Regions from separate parts of the Mus musculus genome. Here regions 1 and 2 are each linked to region 3. Evidence: chromatin contacts called from public promoter capture Hi-C data. All regions are on one chromosome and are shown on one strand. The core of a region is the stretch at or near the end of the contact, and the rest is flanking DNA. Distances in the headings are between cores, read along the strand shown.

What was found. Promoter capture Hi-C pulls out the DNA fragments that hold promoters and counts their contacts.
Region 1: a promoter capture Hi-C map of the 3T3-L1 cell line shows a contact between it and region 3, with 4 times the contacts expected there. The contact joins the enhancer-like site here to the promoter of Tuba3b in region 3. A contact is called at or near these places in 10 of 39 promoter capture datasets (the 3T3-L1 cell line, 3T3-L1-derived adipocytes, cranial neural crest and 5 more), 1 of 15 datasets of contacts at CTCF or cohesin (embryonic stem cells), 2 of 115 datasets of contacts at active chromatin or transcription factors (embryonic stem cells and stem cell-derived neural progenitor cells) and 3 of 9 other capture datasets (adipose tissue, embryonic stem cells and liver).
Region 2: a promoter capture Hi-C map of liver shows a contact between it and region 3, with 2.9 times the contacts expected there. The contact joins the enhancer-like site here to the promoter of Tuba3b in region 3. A contact is called at or near these places in 6 of 39 promoter capture datasets (embryonic stem cells, liver, neural stem cells and 2 more), 1 of 484 Hi-C or Micro-C datasets (neutrophils) and 3 of 9 other capture datasets (adipose tissue, embryonic stem cells and liver).

What each region holds. Positions count from the first base shown.
Region 1 is chr6:145,399,885-145,404,019 of GRCm38.p6, reverse strand. The region is part of intron 9 of Lmntd1 (lamin tail domain containing 1); the gene reads left to right. Among named protein-coding and RNA genes, the nearest start is that of Lmntd1, 33 kb to the left of the region's middle. Within about 2 kb of position 2,814, at least 5 of the 459 cell types and tissues checked have an H3K27ac peak or open chromatin away from gene starts, as enhancers often do.
Region 2 is chr6:145,822,634-145,826,564 of GRCm38.p6, reverse strand. No RefSeq gene overlaps it. Among named protein-coding and RNA genes, the nearest start is that of Gm38927, 18 kb to the left of the region's middle. Within about 2 kb of position 2,549, at least 28 of the 459 cell types and tissues checked have an H3K27ac peak or open chromatin away from gene starts, as enhancers often do. A contact at or near this core is called in liver, where this site is marked.
Region 3 is chr6:145,613,449-145,617,612 of GRCm38.p6, reverse strand. It overlaps Tuba3b (tubulin, alpha 3B), which reads right to left and starts at 1,650. Exons shown (of 5, transcript NM_009449.3): 1 at 1,524-1,650. The coding sequence starts at 1,526. Gm38475 (a long non-coding RNA gene) reads left to right here and starts at 3,294. Exons shown (of 3, transcript XR_378153.2): 1 at 3,294-3,722.

The DNA.
Region 1 (4,135 bases), core at 1,565-4,064, 210 kb after region 3:
CCTTCATCAAAACTGTAACAAAGGCTCTTAGAACAAGGATTGTAGGCTATCCACTCGCACATGTTGTTTTGAGGTAACCAAAACATTTATGGTAGCTCCATAAACATCTGTTATTGAACCAGACAGTCAAAGACCCATGTGGCTAGCATGGGATTTTGGGGAGGGAGGTAATTTTGGAAAATAGGTGTTTATTTTTGGAAAAAAAACACCTCACTCTATATCCCAAGGTGGCCTGAAATTCACTGTATATTCTAGACTGAACTCATGACAGTTCTCCTGCCTCCGCCTCCTGTTATAGTTCTTGAGGGCTGGTAAAAAAAAAAAAAAAAATCTTGTATTTTTTTAAAAAACAGTCCTACATGTTATGCGGTGGCAAAAAATACCCACTACACCCCAGCACACCCCAACAGTAACCCCAAGTTGCTATTCTCATTCTGCCTGGCATCCTATACTAAAAAGGAGTTTCAAGGTAGATGTTCAGAGGTTTGTTTTGATTTGATTTGCATATAGTTTTTGCTACCCTCCCCCCCCCATTTTAAGCTCCAGCCCCTGCCCAGAGAATATACACACACCTAGCTCAATTCCAACCTGCCTTATTGGCTCTTCTCAGCCTTCCTCGGCTGTCTCCCCACTTCTTTACACTCCCTGCTCAGTACCCTAAATCTGCCCTCAACTTAGTTATGTCTCTAATATGCCCCTCTGCTGTCCCAGGCCCAGTCTGGGAAGTGGCTGATAGCCACTCCACCCAAGCTCTCATATGGATGATGGCTTCTTCTCCCTCCCCTCCCCCGCCTGGAAGCATGGCAAATACCCTTTTCCTCCCCTGCATCTCTTCGCTTGCCTGTGGGGACCCAGAAGTCCCACCTCTTTCCTTCCACCCAGCAATTGACCCCTGGCATCTTATATTGATTAATCAAGAACCAATTTGGGGGACAGGACCTTAACACCAGAACCACACTGTACAAATTTGGTTTCTGAGTTAGGGCCACCTGGATGTCCCAGGATGGCCTTGAATTCTTGAGCCTCTGCCTCAGCCTCTTGAGTGCTGGGACTATAGGCATGAACTACTGTGCCTGGCTGAGGTGACATTATTAACCCAGACTGGTTACATCTTCACATCTGAATGAACCTGCTGTATTTGCTGCAATCTTGTGTCTATGTGACTTCTCCCGAGAAAGAGTACTTGAGGCTCATCAGATGTCCCAGGTTCTTGAGGAAAACAATCTGAGGAAGGCTGGACCGAAAAGGAACCAGACCCCAGCATTGAAACACACTGTTTGTTTCACACAGCACTGTTATCGGGAAAGGCCACACACTCCTGTTTGGCAGAAGGATGAATTTAAAAATAAATCTTAGGCAGAATCGAAAGGTACAGCACACAGCAGCTCTGTCTGAGGCGAGGAGAGAAACAGCCATGCTCCCCACTCACAGCCCTGATACCCCCCCAACCACACTTGTCTGTGACCTTTAAGACCCCTCAATGCAACCACATAAAACACCAAAAGCCACCATGTTTGTAGAGTTGCTAGCACCTCCTTGAGAAATAATGCACACCATGATAGCGCCTTTTAGAAATGGAATAATATGTTAATAATAATAATCAATAAATAATCGACTTTAAGGCTAATCCATTTTCATAAAACCACATACTACTTGTATGTGTGACTGTGTTTCCTCAACTATGAAGTAACTCAGTATTACACAAGTTTTACATTTCTATACGTGAAACTGTAAATACGCGTAGATAAATACGCATCAGAATTACCAGAGCCCCCTTTTGTTTCCTGTTGCAAAAGAAAATCACCAACAGACAAGTTCTAAATGATTGACAAACAGCTGGGAAGATAAATTCCTTTTCATCACCAACTCAGATCCATGAGTCTATGACAGGCGTTTGTTGGATTGCAGAAGAAAGACACTCTGGAAGAGAGAATAATGATTTTTGCCTTTAGTTATATCTTAAATACATACAATACAGCAGCTTAGAGACTAAAGAGTAAGATAATTTAAAGGAACATCTACATACCCTACACCTAGTTAATATTTGGGCTGAGGGGATGGGCAGTTGGAGACAGGGTTTCTTCTGTGTAGATGAGGCTGTCCTGACATTCATTCCAGCCACTTTTTTTTTTAAAAAATAAAGAATGTAAAAATCACCTCTATGCTAACCACTCCCAGTTAACAGGTGTTAATATTTTGTCAAGATGACTTTACTACAGAACATCCACAAATCTGGAAGACTTTAACCAGCTTTCTAGTTTTGAGCTGATAGACCACTATGTTGGCTATCCTCACTACTCAAACCAAGAGAGGGAAGAGAGGGCTCTTCCTGTCCTTTGTAAACTTTGTAGCGTTTGTATGCTTTTTTAAACTTTGTAAACTCCCAAGGCAGGAAAGTGGCCAGGCCCCTCCCCTCAGACATCCCTAACTGTCATAAAGGTGTTTCTAGCCTCTGTTACTGTCACAGAGGTCATCAACAGTACTTTCCCCAGATTCTGCTAACTTTAGATGAAAAGTCTGAGCAGGAAATCCCACCAATCCCTGAGCTCCCTCAAGCCCGGGACTTGAAATCCCACACAATCCTCACCCTGTAACCTCTGCCCTAGAAAACTCCATCCCCTGCTGTCTGCTCCCTCCAGGGACCGCCAATAAATCTCTTTTATGACACTTGCTGCCTGGCATAACTCTCTGGTCAGAAGAGAGCAAGAAGACAAGAAGCAATGGAAAGAAGCAAAGAAGCAAAGAGAAGGGGCGGGGCTGAGGCTCCAGAGCTCCTGAGCTCAGCTGGGGTAGCCTCCCCTGGGAGCTGCAACACCTCTGCTGAGGAGGCTTCCTCAGCACTGCGTGGTTCCTTGGCTCCCTTGTCTCAGGATGCCTTTCCACTGAGAAACCTTCTCCTCACAGAACTGTGTGGTTCCTGGGCTTCTGAGTCCCAGGACACCTCCCCATCCGAGCAGGAAGGCCAACGTGCACCACTCTGGTCCTTTTGAACACTAACTGCACGTGTGAGGATTTGTAGACCAGAGCTCTGTGGCTGCTTTGCCTTTTCACTTCCAGAAGGACACTGCACTAAGTGTCTGCTGTTTGTGACATAATCATGCAACATAAAGGACTTAAATGTTACATGGAGATCTGATCCTGATACTGTAACACTCAATTTTGATACATTTTTTTTTCTATTCCCATATTGCCTCATTCTGCAGTCACATAAAAGTATCCTGTATCTACTGCCATCCTCTTGCCTGTGTGTATATACCAGGTACAATGGCTGCTTCGAGAGGACTGGTCAAATGTTTAGTCCTCCGTTATCCATATGTGTGCTAGCTCAGCTGTGCGTGTGCAGCATCTGATTGAGTTTCCCTGCCTTCTCTAGAAAGCCCACTTCCTCATCCCCTATAACTTTACATGTGGATGGATATACCTCTCACCATCTTGTTATCTCTGGTGCTACCTGCCCTTGATGTATCTGACTGGAGCCTGTCCTTCCTGTGATCCTGGTTGTGTCAGAACTCCTCAGAGGCCAGCCGTCTCTATGATCCTGTGATTCTTGGATCCTGTGATCCTGAGATCCTGGGTGTGTCAGAGCTCCTAGAAGTCGAGCTGCCTCTGGGATCCTGAGATCCTGGTGTGACCAAGCTCCAGCGATCCTGTGATCCTATGATCCTGGGCATGCTGGAGCACCTGAGAGTCAAGCTTCCTCTAGGTATTGTGGGACTGGGTGCAGAGCTAATGCGCAAGGTCTGCTCAGGGAACTGGCTCAGACTGGAAGGAAGCTGTGCCACTTGGCAGACGGGTTCCTGCAATCTGGATCCCCCTGGTCCCAGTTACTCCCTGTGTTGGGGCAGATGTTGTAGCCTCCTCACCCATGATCCTGGGCTTTTTAGAGCACCTGCGAGTTAAGCTTCCTCTAGGTGTTGTTGGACCAGGTGCAGAGCCAGCACCCAAGGTCTGCTCAGGGCAGCAGACCAGCGCACACCAGAAGGACCAGGGACTTTACCTAAGATGAACGTGGGGCATGACTCATTAGTTCATTAGCTCTGGCAAGTTTGTCTTTGGCTCAAGGTATTTTTCCATAAGAAACTGCCACCAATGCAGGTTTGATGTACATGTCCTTCATGTGTCCAGGCTAGCACCT
Region 2 (3,931 bases), core at 1,300-3,799, 210 kb before region 3:
TTCTGGTTTTGCTTATTCCACTGTTGTTGAAAATTAACAACAAACCTCACAGTCATCCAGGAGTCAGCTTCAGCTTCAGCTGGGTCTGTGGACCCTGGACCAAGGTCTCATGCAGCCCAATGTGGCTTCAAACTCTTGATCCTTCTCTTAGACCCCTTCATGCTGTGGTTTTAGGTAGGTACTACCATGCCCACGCAGTCTCTCTACTTTTTTTTTTTTTTTTTTTTTTTTTGTTAACACTGGGGATTGACTCCAAGGCCTCATGTATTCCAGCAAAAGTTCTACCACTGAGCTAAAATCCCAGTCTCCCTTTTTTCTTTCTGAAGGTTTCACCAAGTTTCTCAGGGTGTCTCTGAACTCATTCTTAGCTTAGACAGGCCTTCAATGTATAATCCTCCTGCCTCAATTCCCCAAGCTCCACCGATGAATAGCCCTTCACCATCACCAGTAGGTCTTATGCTGTGACCCTGTTTAATAAAGGGAGTTTTTATTTTACCCCTATATGTTCTTGACTACTGGCCATTAGATATGGCTGCCTATGTGTGACTTTCTTACAGAGGGAGCTGTCATACTGTGGAAGTCTCTTTACCACGGAAGCTTTGGTGGGGTTTGCGACAGACATATTGGTCTTTAGGAAGAAATAACAACACTGTTTCTCCACAATCAAAAGATTACGGTAAAAGTGTAATTCCATACCAGACCTACAGGAGTTAGAAATGATGGGACTTTGCAGTGACGTCATTGCTCTCTGCACGTGCATGTATCATATTTCACAGGAGAGGACATCCTGGCAGCAATCTGAGAAGTAAGCTTATTAGCCAAGTGGATACTACAGAAGCCACAGCTTACAGATGACATCAGTTTATCCAGCAACTTAAGGAAGGAAAAGCTTATTTTAGTTTACAGTTGTCAGGGATACAGCTCATCAAAGTGGGAGACCCACATGTAGGGAAGGAGTATGAGGTACTGGTCACGTGGCACCCCAAGCAAGAAGCAAAGAATGGACAGGAAATAGAACCAGGTATAAAACCTAATGGCTCTCTTCTAGCGCTCCACTTCCTACTGTGAAGCTCCACCCCCTAAATCTCTGCAGCCTTCCAAAGCAGTTCCACCAGCCAGGGAACCCCTTACTGAACTACAGGAGCCTAGAGGGGACATTTTACAGTCACAAGATGGCATGGCCAGAGACCATCTTCCTGTGTAGGGCATGTTGATTGGGCAAGTTTTAAGAGAAATCAAGAATGAGGAGGAGAGAACAGGGGGTTTGTGTGTTTTAAAATGTGATCAAAATACTGTCTTTCATGGAAGGTCTGTGTATACAGTAACTGATCTCTGTAAAGATGTAGCAAGTACCATGGAGTCACAGATGGGACCAGAGAGCATGATACTGAAGCAGGAAGCTAAGCTAACTACACACCTTTAAAACAACAATACATATCAGTAGGGATGGGTGCCTTGGGAATATTCAGAATGGGACTCATTTTCAGACCTGGGAGAATCGGAACTAAATGCCTATGCAAAAAGCCCTGGGGAGCAGCTGACCATTCAAGGCTCTGCCAACAGCAGAAGTCATCCTAGAGCCTGGTGGTGTTTGTACCCCAGCTCTATTTGTGTGTGTGTGTGCACGTTTGAGAGCCCTTGTTTATGTACATGTGTTTGTGAACATGCGTGCATAGATAGGTCCTGTGGAGCTCCAGGTCCAATGTTTCTCTCAAGGGAACTAAGTAAAAATAAAAACTTGCAATACAGGTAAAGAAAAAGCAAGAAGGCTACACATTGGATACAGAAAGAGTTTTTGAAGATATGTAAATTAAAATTAGAATACTTACACCCATAGCAGAACTTCTCCCAATATGATTCTTATATATAAATTAAAAAGAAAAGACTTTTAAGTGAAATTTAGAGCATGAAGCCATGTTAGACTTTAGGATGATGGGATCTGTGGATGATCATGCTTTGGACTCAGGGAGTTGGCCTCTGTCAGGTCAGGACAAACCAGGTTCAGCTATTAGTCTTGAGTGAGCAATCAAGACAGGCAGACTAATTGTGAGAAACAGAAAAAGGGAGTGCACTTGATATACCACACTGGGAAGAGGGTTTTAGCAGCCCCAGGGTCTTGATTTCAGGTTAAGTTTTAAATACAGTAGCAGGCTGTGCACACACAGGCAGCTCTGGTCCAGGGGTGGCGCAGCTGCCTCTGACTCTTTGTTCTCCTTTCTGTAAGGTGGTCTACACAACTGTGAATTTTTTCTCAGAAGAAAAGTTTCCCCGCTGGCTGGCCCGGGCTCTAAGGGATTCTTTTCTCCCAGCTTGAGATTTCTGGGGGTGAGAGGAGTTCCGATTTCTTCCACTTCTTCAATAGTCCAGTAGCCAAGCAAGGAGCACAGACATGTCCTTAGACTATCTTCAGCCCTTCCAGGATGGTTACAAGTACAGCTAATCTTCACAGAGCCACAGGATGAAGCATTGGACCCATAAAGACAATCCTGGGGACATTTAGGTTGAAACATAGCCAACAAAGTGTCTTCCTGTAGAGGGCACCAGATGACTAGGCAGTGAAACCTTGCTGCCCTGTAGTGGGAAGTCCTGGGAAGGAGCCTCTGTGAACATACTGGAGACTTGTGGAAGTTGAAGATCCAGGCTGGGGGTGGGGGGTGGGGGAAACGACACACGGACTCAGTCTTTCCCTGCAAGCTCCATGCAGGCAAGTCCCAGCTCTTCGTATATGCAATCTCTGTGAGACAGCAGTCAGGAGCTTCCTGACAGGGTTGACAGAGGCTGAGGAGAGAGGCTATCAGGCATGCACATAGTTGTGGCAAACAGCAAACATGGAGAGTCACCACAGGCTAAACTACCGTCTGGCAGTTTGCATTGGTGCTCTTAGGAGGCAGAGAAGATGACCTTAGACTTTTATTTGGACAAGAGTATTTAATCTTACTTTTCATTAGATTGTGTTTCCCATGTATCTGTGCCAAAGATGGAAGTCCAACTTAGGAATGGGAGTGAATTCTGAAGTGAGTCTATTGAGAAATAAAAACTCACCCACCTCCAACTTGAGTGTCTGTGTCTAACATTCATGTCAGATATGCAAGCAGGAAAAGGCAGAGATCAGATCTTTGAATATGCTGATTCCTGACCCTGGCTGTGAGGCAAGGCCACAGGGTCATAGGCCAAGCAGGACCTTCTGTGGATAGGCAGATTGCTTGCACCAATGAGATGACAAAGCGTCAGAGTGGGAGGGGTGTGGGTGAGAAGGGGCCAGGCCTCAGTCCGCTGCTGGCAGGCCTCTCCTTACATCCCCACCACTGTGCTGTTGCCAGGAGACTGAAGAAGGGGCCAGGCCACATGGAGTGCAGTGCGGAATGTGTGAGAATGTGCAACCTGTGGTCTCATGAGTCCACGTGATCTGACATGGGCGAGGACTCACTTTCTCTTTTGCAGAGGACAGGACGCACCCACAGATCTGTCTTTTAATACAACTTATCTCTCTCCAAGGCACATATATGTACCCGTGCCCAAAACAGGGACGAGAAAAGCAACATGAAGCCCTCCCTGTTCACCTGGCAACTTAAAACCACCTGTAACTCCAGTTCCAGGGGATCTAACACATGTTCCTCTCTAGCCTCTGTTGGCATCAGGCACACACATGGTGTATATACATACATGCAGGCACAAAATTCATACACATAAAATTAAATATATATCAAATATACATTATATAAAATACACAAATATATATTATATAAATAAAAATATATAATCTATAAAAATAAATATATAAATATATTTTAAAAGGCTGTCTTATTTCACTTAGTAACAAGTGCCCTTACGTGCAACCTTGCCACCCTAAAATATTCTCAAGAAGATGCTACAGTATTCCACAGCCCACTCACATCAGAGAGGTTCCCATGAGTGCTTGCTCAGGAAGCTG
Region 3 (4,164 bases), core at 401-2,900:
CTGCCACTTTTCTTTCTCTTTTTTGTTTTAAGATAAGGTCTCACTATGTTTCCCTGGCTGACTTGAACTCACAGAGATAATTTGCCTTCATTCCTGCATGGGTTTCCACTGGCAGACTACATAGCCTGGAAGTCAAATAAACCCCTTCCTCCTAAAAGTCGCTCTGGTGTTTTTATCCCAGCAACAGAAATCAAGTTAGAATATGTTGCCAAATTCCATGCACGGCAAGGATTTCACCATAAGAACAAAAGGATGGGGGCTGAAGTGCCTTCTCAATACATTTCTTAATGAAAAAATAATGATCAAGCCAGGTGTGGTGATACAAGACAGGAACTAGCTCAATTATGAGGCTAAGGCAGGGAGACAAGTTTGAGTTTACCATGAGACCCTGTCAAAAAAAACAAACACATTCCGGCTGTTTAGACCTAGATCTCATTTGGTATTTGTTAGCATGTGTTCCTTTTGAGTGAATATAGATATTTTAAAAAGTTCCCTGCCTAGGGCAGGAGAGATGGTTTGTTTGTTAAGTTCTCCTCTTTCAGGGACTGCCCATGACTGCAGCCTCTGGATAGTCACTGCCCTCTCTGGCTTCTCTGGGAAATGGCAGTCATGAACACACACTTCCCAAAGACACACCTACACATTTTAAAACAAACCAAAAACTTAAGAAAGGTTCTCAGTTTTATGTTTTCCCCCTTAAGGTCTTGTAGCCTGTGCTGGTCTCAAATTCACTACCTCAGATTAGTCTTGGGCATCCAAGTTCCCTACCTCTGCCTGCATAGTGTTTGGGACTGTGGCATGCCACACCATAGCTCATATACCTTCTAAAGGGCACAAATGATTCCACTTATAAACCACCTAACATGACAAGGAGCTGCAGGCACAAAATACAAAAACTTCTTTGGGAAGTTTGGTGGCCAACATCTGTGATTCTGACAGAGAAGGCAGAGGGCAGGACTATCAGAGTCTGGAGGATTTCCCCCTGCACAGTAAGCTAGGGACCAGCAAAGGCCGTGAGAGACTCTTAAATTTCCAAACTGAAGCTGTCTGGGCTCGGTCACTTTCACTTTCACTTTCCTATGGTGAGCATTAGGCCAGAAAGCTTGGTAGCTTCTAGAATCTTCTGGAACCCAGGCGATTGATTGTTTTCTCAGTCAAGGGCACTGGCATCAGAAAACACAAAAGTTCCCTTTCCAAAAACCCATCTCGGCACTCTCGAGACTGGAATCGGACGAGGCTAAGGCTGGAACTCTTGTGCCTCTTTTGTCAGGTGCTGTTGGGCTGGGACTCCAGGCAGGTTCTGCACCCCAAGGTGCATCTCCCTCTTGAGAGAGTTTGGGCCATGAGGAGATGCCAGGCTCTGAGACCTAACACCCCCATCCCACCCCACCCCCTGCCGGGGACCTGGGAGAGGAGAAGCGGGCTCCCAGCCGCTTCGCTTGCTCACCCTCACAGGACCCCAGACTCTGAGGAGATGGCGTTCTCCCTCCCGTGGGTCCCACCCCGGTTCGGGCTGTTCTCACCATGCTGAACTCCTAGCAGAGCACCTCAGCCGATCCTCAGAGCTGCTCCTCAACCGCCGCTCGTGCGCCCAACGGTCCAGGCTGGATGCTCCGGGTACTTAACGCTTTCTCCCTGGATGCTCATTAGTCCAGAGCGTCTCGGGGGCAGGCTTAGGCGCCACGTCCTTTTTGCGATTGGATGTGGCTCAATTTGAAGCGGTGGTACTTTCTGATTGGATGTAAATTTGGCGGGAAGGCTCTGGAGTGGCTGGAGGGGAGAGAACTTAGGATCGGGAGACTGGAGGTCTGCGCATCCCTGACATCCGGCTTTGCGCAGGACAAGTGGGGTGCTCAAGCTTCCCTGGTCTGCGCATGCGTGACCTGGGGAGGGCTTTGCGGCTGTGCACTCCCCCCACCATCCTGCCATGTCTCACCTCGCCTCGTATTACCTGGTGCAGAGAAGATCTCTGGCCAGACCTAAGAGAAAGGCAGATGGCCCTTCTTCCAAAGACACGAGTTTCTGGGCACCAGTTATGTACATCCTGGGAAGCCAGCATCCGTTTGAGAGTCTTCCTGAACAGTCATCTGGGTTGGGGTATGTAGCTCTGGCTGGCTCGGGATGATGTAAGGTGAACTCTTGTCTTAGCTTGCATCAGTGCTGGGACTATAGGTATGCACTGTGCCTGGTGGGGATCAGTGGACATACCTTCCTTCCTCAGGATATCCAAATGCACATAATTGAATTGAAGGCTATATAGCATGTTGTGCCATTTTATTTTATTTTATTTTATTTTATTTTATTTTATTTTATTGGCATAAACTTCTGTATCCCACCCTGGACTTGACTCTCCCTGTAACCAAGAATGGATTTGAACTTTCAAATAGTAAAATGGAAATTTTACAAGCTAGAGAGAAATACTGGCTGTCCTTCATCCCTGTGTGTATACATTTATGATTTTTTTATGTAACTAGGATCAAACAAGATTTTTAAAACCACCTTGCTGAGATTTAGTTTTCTTACTGGTAATACAATTATTCTTTTAGTGTGTGTGATTCCATTAAGTTGGGAACTTCTAGGCTCAAATTGTGGTCACTCCTCTGGCCTCCTGAGTAGCTGGGACTGCAGAGATGTACCACCATACCTTGTTGATTTTTTTCTTTTTTATGGAAGAGAGTGTTTGTTTTAGCGCACAGCTTGGGGGGTACAGTCTGGCCTGATGGAGAAGCCATAGCTTCAGATTAAAAAGAAATTATTTATTTCTTGAGTCAGATCTATCCCAACCTGCCTTGAACTTGTGCCGTCCAGAACAGCCTAAGACTTTGATTCTCTAGCCTCTACCTCCAAAGTGCGGGTGATATGAACCTATGTAACTAAGCTCTGTATATACGGTATTGGGAATCAAACCCCATGTATCTTGGATGGCAGGTGAGTACTTTACCATCTTAACCATGTTCCTGGTCATAGGCACCCCTGTTCCCACATGTCTTGGTTATCTGTTAACTGTCAGTTTGTCCCAGATCAATCAGATAGGCCTGTGAGCAAGCATGTGGGGGATTGTCTTGGTTAGTGACTGATGTAGAAGGCCGCACCCGCTGTGGGTGGCACTGATCTCTGGACAGGTGGTGCTGGGCTGTCTATGGAAATTTAGCTGTGCAGAGCGTGAGCAAGCCCAATGAGGAACATTCCTTTTATGATCTCTGCTTCTTCAAGTTCTTGCTTGGGTTCCTCCCTGACATCCCCCAGGAATTGACTGACCCGGAAATATAAACCAAACAAATCGTTTCCTCTGGTTAGTTGCTCTTGGCCATGATACCACGGCTCAGGTCAGCATAAGCTGACAGCGGTGTTTGGTGGACAAATGAGTAAAGGGAGATGAATGGCTGCAGAGCAAGGAGGAAGGTCCTCGACGGGGAAGCTGAGGTGGAACGCTAGCTTTGAGAATCGGGAGCAAATGCAGGTGTTGGGGGTTGTGTGAAGGCCAGCGGCTGTGCTTTTCCTACCCTGCTCTGAAAGCAGCACGCAGCTGTGTGTGAAGCCCGGAATGAGCCCCCCTCATGGAGCTGGTGGTGGTGTTCAACTCTGTTCACCTGGACCTCCTACGGAGGAGAAACCCATCACCTCCACAGACCGTGATCTCATTTACACACCCAGGTCTCAGAAAAGCCCCTTTGGGCAGCTTCTCTCCTGTGGATGTCAATCCAGGTTCACAGTAGTGGGAGGTGAGTGTTTGTTCAACTTCTTATAATGACACACTGAGCCCTGGGAAAGAGTTTGATTGAACGATAACCCTATAAATATGAATGAAGAATAAAATCTGGGTCTGATTGATACTGGATGAGTGAACAGTTGATAAATAGAAAAACTGCTGTGGTAGATATGTTCCCTGATGGAATATTAGTTAAGCCAAACCGTTCCCACTATATCAGAAACTATAGTGTCCAGGTGTTCTCCCATACCTGTGTAATATTGGATGGTCTGTGTCCCCAAAAGACCTGGTGTCATTGTGGATCTGATGCCCCCTCTGTGGGCTTTCCTAGAGGCTCATGTAAAGGAATTCTGTAAAATGCAGATCAAGTTCGCTGTGATTTCAGAGGGAAATAAGGTCACCTTACTCCATAAGAATGCCACCCACCTCATCCATATTCATACAATTTTCTTTAA